Regions from separate parts of the Salmo salar genome. Here region 1 is linked to region 2. The links are chromatin contacts, called in public Hi-C maps. All regions are on one chromosome and are shown on one strand. Each heading gives the region's core, a stretch centred on a gene start, on an enhancer-like site or on the middle of the called end of the contact. The rest is flanking DNA. Distances are from core to core; before and after follow the strand shown.

Region 1 (3,021 bases), core at 517-3,016, 40 kb after region 2:
CTCTGCGTCCAGATGTGGCTATAGTGCAGCTCACCTCTGCGCGCACACGCGGGATTCCCAATCTGACTATTCGGGCATGTGCACAACATCCACTGGGTTTAACCAGTGCAAATAAATTGACATTGACTGAGCTCAGGAATTAAACTTACATTAATTTGTCATTTTCCCTGAGCAGTTAGTTATAGGTCTATTTCGGTGTTTTCAGTCTAGCTTGATTAGATCAACATATCAGTTGCGTGGATAGCTGCACGAAATTATTTCAGTAGCTATGCATTTATCGTTCCAGGGACAGTAAAGAGCCTATTACATAAATGACAATGACCTATAAAAAATGTTAATGACAAAGCAGTTATATCGCCAGCAGACGCACTTCAAAAACGTGCCTGCAGCGCAGAGGGTCTAACTCTTTGATGTGTACTATAGCTACCTTTACGCAGATGGCCGCGCATAACGCATGCATTAGGCCTACATACATTAGGTATTAATGACAGTGAAAACATAAAGTAATTTCTCACTGACATGCACATTTTCTTACGAGTCAATTGAACCACTCGGCCCATTTCATTAATATAGCCTAACACTGATATAGGCAACTCTTTATTAAAGAAAATATTTGAAACCGATAATATCTGTTAAATTCAACATATGCCTCCTTTTTAAAGAAACTCTTTGAAACTGAGAATATCTGTTAAACTTTGACCAAAAATCAGTGTTGCACAAATTATCATCTCTACTAAGCAGCATCATCGTGTTACCTTAGCCTACATGCCAAAGAGCAAGGCGCATTCCCTGCCGCACCAGCCAGCTAATGCACACATAGGGTCAAACGAAAGACATGGCCACCTCGCCACATTCCAATTACTATATCAACCAGTATCAAATTCCTCCAAATAATTCAGACCGTTGATTACCACTGTGGATTTTGATAGATGTTGCAGCGTATCAATGTATCAACCACTAATTCAATAATGTTTGACGTTTAGACTACTAATACAAAAAAAACGTTTAGTCTTCATAACATATGCAATATTTCTGCGCAAAAGTAAAAGTCTGCAGGCCAGTTAAACGTAGGTTATAAATGATTGGTCTATGGAAGTGCTACATTTCAATCCATTTCACTTACAAGTCTTATGATCTGTGTGATATATTTGGAGAACTCGTTCCCTTTCATGCCTATGAAAATGATATAGCCTATACGCACAGCCACTAAACCGAATATCAATGACGGGCTATACATAGTTTACCGTTAGGTCATATTGCCTAGTAAGATTTACCTGAATTCACAGCGAGCACAGCACACAAGAAAAGTTTGTAAATCCAGATGATATCTGCCTTCATTTTTGATGGAGTAGAGTGTATTATCCTAATCCAAGGTTTACGGCGGGGATTGATTGAACGTCCTCTCCGCGTTATACCTGTTTATATGGTCCGATCTGGGGTTAACAGGAAGAGCCCACAGTGCAGCCAGCGATGCCCCCCTTTACTGGAAAGAAGCCGTCCTTGGTTCAACCCCCCAGTCCGCTTTATCAAACCGGTTCCCCTCCCCCAGTTGCGCGGCAATTAACCAGCACTTTAACCGCACTCTCGTCCCTTCTTCAGCCAGTTTCCACAGCCACACGCAAAGTGCGTTTGTCAACTTGTTTATCTTAAGCAGCTGGGGGTGATGCCAAACCGGATACTTGTAATTTCCCATGTAATAGACTGAGAGCTAATATGTAGAAGTTTATGCATTTTGGTTTCATATGGCACATTTGAATACAGCTGGACAGAACGCGTACGGGTCCAATGATTCAGCGGGACTGGGTTGATGATAAGATATGAAAAAATGTTTGAGAAGTAGGCTTGACACTCCCCTTTGTCCCACCCCCCCACACTTTTCCGACTTTTGGCTGAAGTTGCAGAAGAAACTGGGATGATTTGCACATGCATGTAGAAACTTTATTAAACCCGCTAATGACCTAAGTGCTGGCAAAATGCGCAAAAACTGCCTTGCACCTAAACGCATGGGGATTAGTCTAGGTAACTTCTGTGACCCATAACAAAGACAGTGCATTTTTTTATATTCCTGAACACATGGATTACGTTATCTTCCCCAAACTGAAATAGAGAATTAGTGGAATGAAAGTTCCATAAAGTAGTTGGCTATAGCTTATGTTAAATGAATGTACCCAGTCAGCAAAACTGGTTGAAATACGTACTTTCAAAGTATTTTTAACGACGAAACCTATTTTCAACGTTTTTTTAAAGTCTATGCTCATTGGGTAGGCTCATGAATGGTATAGATGAGTGATAATTCAAAAACGAGAGAAACAAAATTCAGCCTAGTGGAGAATATTGCAGCAAATGCCACAGATGCCACGAGACAAATATACCCTTATGCCATTTCATATATATATTTTATACATATTTTATAAATATGTCCAAGCGAAAGCAATATTTTAGACAAAATATGAGTGGGGAAAAATAATAATTTTGATTATTTGCTTACATTCTAAATCACAGCGTGTACTAGGATAATCATCAGAATGCCCCAACATACGAAAGAAACTGAACATAGTAAGGACTGAGAAGTTGAGAACGCAGGAATGTTGGAGGCAGGCCGCCTTTAACTTGGAACACTGCCCCAAAGCAATGGCTTGCCATCAGATTTCTGGGACAGTAATAAAATGCCATGCCAGTTATTTCAGTCCCAGACCCACATCATAACGACGTATAAAGAGCTGATAGACAGTAGCTTCAGGCTGCCTTTCGGGTTTCATGGCGGCATCCCATCGGGAGCGCTTTTGGGTGACAGTGACAGGATCTACAGTCCTACATTATGGCGTTTTGCTCTTGGTGGGGCGAGCGAGCGGGAGGGGGACAAACACAGCTGGAAACATACCATTTTAGGTACCAGCCAGCCGGGCTTTTTGTTTAACCAGTAAGTGTTCCTGAGTTTTGAACACGAAACAAACCCGTGGAGGGCGGCGCCATCTTTATTTGACAGGATATCCACACTTCGACCGTTAATGGGCAGCCGGT
Region 2 (3,039 bases), core at 317-2,816:
GTATCCCTGGGGGCCAAGACTACAGTATCCCTGGGGCCAAGACTACAGTATCCCTGGGGCCAAGACTATGGTATCCCTGGGTACCAAGTCTATTGTGTACCCTGGGGCCCAGACTACGGTATTCCTGGGGGCCCAGATTATGGTATGAATGTCTGTTGCTCCGACACAGTTGTTACATCAGTGATTCTGCTAATCAAGGTCCTAGTGAGCAGCTAATTGATAGAGTCAGGTGGGTTAAATTATCGTTGGAGCGAGAGTCTGAAGGAGGGTAGTTCTACAGGAGGAAGATTGGGCATCTCTGCCAAGAGACCGTTGTAGTTCTGTGAGGTTTTCCAGTGGCTCTTTATAAATTAATCTTTCATCGCTTACCCACACCCTCTCTGAAAATTAATTGAGGTTGAGCAGGCGAGGAGATGCCTGAGGAATGGCAGATAGACGAGCTGAGATAGAACCATTAGCTCAGAGAGCGATCCAAGTTCAGTTTTTAAGATGGCCTTCTCTTGTAGGCTTTGGAAGGGTGCATGCATACTTCAGCACGGTGACTGAGCAGGATCAACACATAAACACAACACAGGGTCTGAGCATAAACTCCATAGCATCACTTATATATTTCTGAGGTCACTGCAACAAGCTTTTAAATGCCATAAATCATCATGATTGTTTGATTAAGGTTATTGCAAGCGGATCCCATTGTGTTTACAATGTTGCTCTTGGGAATAGTCCAGCTCAAGGTTCACAAATTCCTTTTTCGAATGCTTTCCCAATAAGATTTTGCCATAGTTTTTTTTTCTCAGTAGTGGAAAAAGTACCCAATTGTCAAAGTAAAGATACCTTAATATAAAAAGACTCAAGTAAAAGTGAAAGTCACCCAGTAAAATGCTACTTGAGTAAAAGTCTAAAAGTATTTGGTTTTAAATATGCTTAAGTATCAAAAGTAAACATAATTGCTCAAATATACTTAAGTATAAGAAGTAAAAGTATAAATGATTTAAAATTCCTTATATTAAGCAAACCATTTTCTTGTATTTTTATTTATTTACAGATAGCCAGGGTCACACTCCAACATCATTTACGAACGAAGCATGTGTGTTTAGTGAGTCCGCCAGATCAGAGGTAGCAGGGATGACAAGGGATGTTCTCTTGATAAGTATGTGAATTTGACCATTTCTGTCCTGCTAGGCATTCAAAATGTAACAAGTACTTTTGGATGTCATTCATACGTAATCTGAAAATGTATGGCGTAAAAAGTATGTTATTTTCTTTAGGAATGTAGTGAAGTAAAAGTTGTCAAAAATATAAAGTACAGATAACCCAAAAAACAACTTTAGTAATTCAAAGTACTTTACACCACTGTGAATTTCCCAAACAGACAAATCTTTTAAGTAGATTTATTTTCCAGAAGCACCAGACGTGACCTAAGGACTGTTGGTCCGGCAAAAGAGGGGAGGAAAGCTATTTCACGTCCCGTTACGATGAGGCACAAAGCCTTGGGGTTGGTTTGTGACAAGCCACCGCGTATGAGGTCAGCGCTGACAGGTCTGCCATTTTCTCCTCAGCACCGAGGAGTCATGTATCAAATGAGAACCCCACATGATGGAGGAAGCATGCCATGGTGTCAAGTGTTGCCCAATTGCTGTCTAAGCGTCAACTGAACATCTAATGCTACCCAAACGTTATGTGAGCGTTAACCGAATGTTGCCGCTCATCCTCTGGTCAGGAACTGGGTCATGGTGGACAGTGGCCATCCAAAACCCATAGACTGAGGTCTTATTGATATGATTGACATGGGAAGTGGGAAAATAATACCCAGAGTAAGATCTTGACCCAGAGTATCTTGAATTGTGTTGAGAGAGTATGTGTTGCAGAAAACTGTATTGCTGCAAGAATCTTTGTCTGAGGGTTTACTTTAGGAGAGAGTGCTTGACAGACAGACAAGACAGACAGACATATGAAAAGAGTGAAACAAGCTGTAATTTACACTGTAAATGTAATATTAAAACGTGAATATAACATAATCATATAGTATATAATGTGAAGACCCAACCCTTTAAAAATAGCAGCTGTTATACAGTTTACAAGTTTATAAACAGAGTGACCCTATATAGTAAAAAAACGATGTAAATAAGACATTGGAAGTGGAAAAGTTTTTTGTTTTTTTTACACACACTACTTTACATCCTATTTACATAACAGTAAAATACACTCACAGCTCTCTGCGCCAATTCTATTGTACACTATTGATTCCTGTCCACCTAAAAAAAAAGGCACTGAACAGGTCAAATACCGTGACATAGTTTAACCTAACACACTGAATATTTTAGGATATAGAAATGGGTGAAATAAGTCTTCTTAGGGGCCCAGTTTGAAGAGATCATTAGTCATACATACACACCTGCTTTCTGTGATTATAAAAATGATGTCATGACTGGTTTTCAGCACTGAAAGAAAGCTATTACATTCCCCTATGTCATTACACTTACAGTATTGTCAGTATTGTTAAAAGACAAATGACTGACAAAGTGGTATGTTTTGGAACACAAGCCATACTTTTCATGTAATCCGTATAGCCATTCAGTGTACCTCCAGTAATAATAATGATTGACACTGAGTTTAAAACATGTATCAAATAAAAAGCCGCCATAATCTTCACCTCTTCTATTAGCGAGACATGTCGCTTTGTCGACGGCAATCGCTGGCGCCCTCTCACGAGGGCCAGATGTATACAAATAAATAAGACTGCACACTACGTTCTAATCCGTTTAAATATAAAAACAGAGAGTAGAGAGGAAGCAACTCAACTGACATCTGGTGTGAGTGAGCCAAGGAAAGGCCCAGATCTATAAGACCTATTAAATAACAGAGTGCCAGAAATACACTCAATAAGAAACTACTAAATGTGTACCCTGACCACATAACGCACACCACCAGGGGCTAGTGTAGAGTTCCCTCCAAAACTGGAGACATGTTAGCCAAACGTTAGCAGTTAGCCTACATGGCTAAGTAACTGTTAGCATTAGTTAGGGAACAGTTATTGAATAA

What was found. A called contact is a pair of places that touch in the nucleus more often than the background predicts.
Region 1: a contact with region 2 is called in a Hi-C map of muscle, with 2.4 times the contacts expected there. The contact joins the promoter of LOC106576483 here to the enhancer-like site in region 2. A contact is called at or near these places in 2 of 3 Hi-C or Micro-C datasets (gill and muscle).

What each region holds. Positions count from the first base shown.
Region 1 is chrssa17:68,438,042-68,441,062 of Ssal_v3.1, forward strand. It overlaps LOC106576483 (hepatocyte growth factor), which reads right to left and starts at 1,767. Exons shown (of 18, transcript XM_045700025.1): 1 at 1,275-1,767. The coding sequence starts at 1,338.
Region 2 is chrssa17:68,398,350-68,401,388 of Ssal_v3.1, forward strand. LOC106576483 (hepatocyte growth factor) reads right to left here. Exons shown (of 18, transcript XM_045700025.1): 18 at 1,969-3,039. Among protein-coding and RNA genes, the nearest start is that of LOC106576509, 9.5 kb to the left of the region's middle. Within about 2 kb of position 1,567, at least 1 of the 13 cell types and tissues checked has an H3K27ac peak or open chromatin away from gene starts, as enhancers often do. A contact at or near this core is called in muscle, where this site is marked.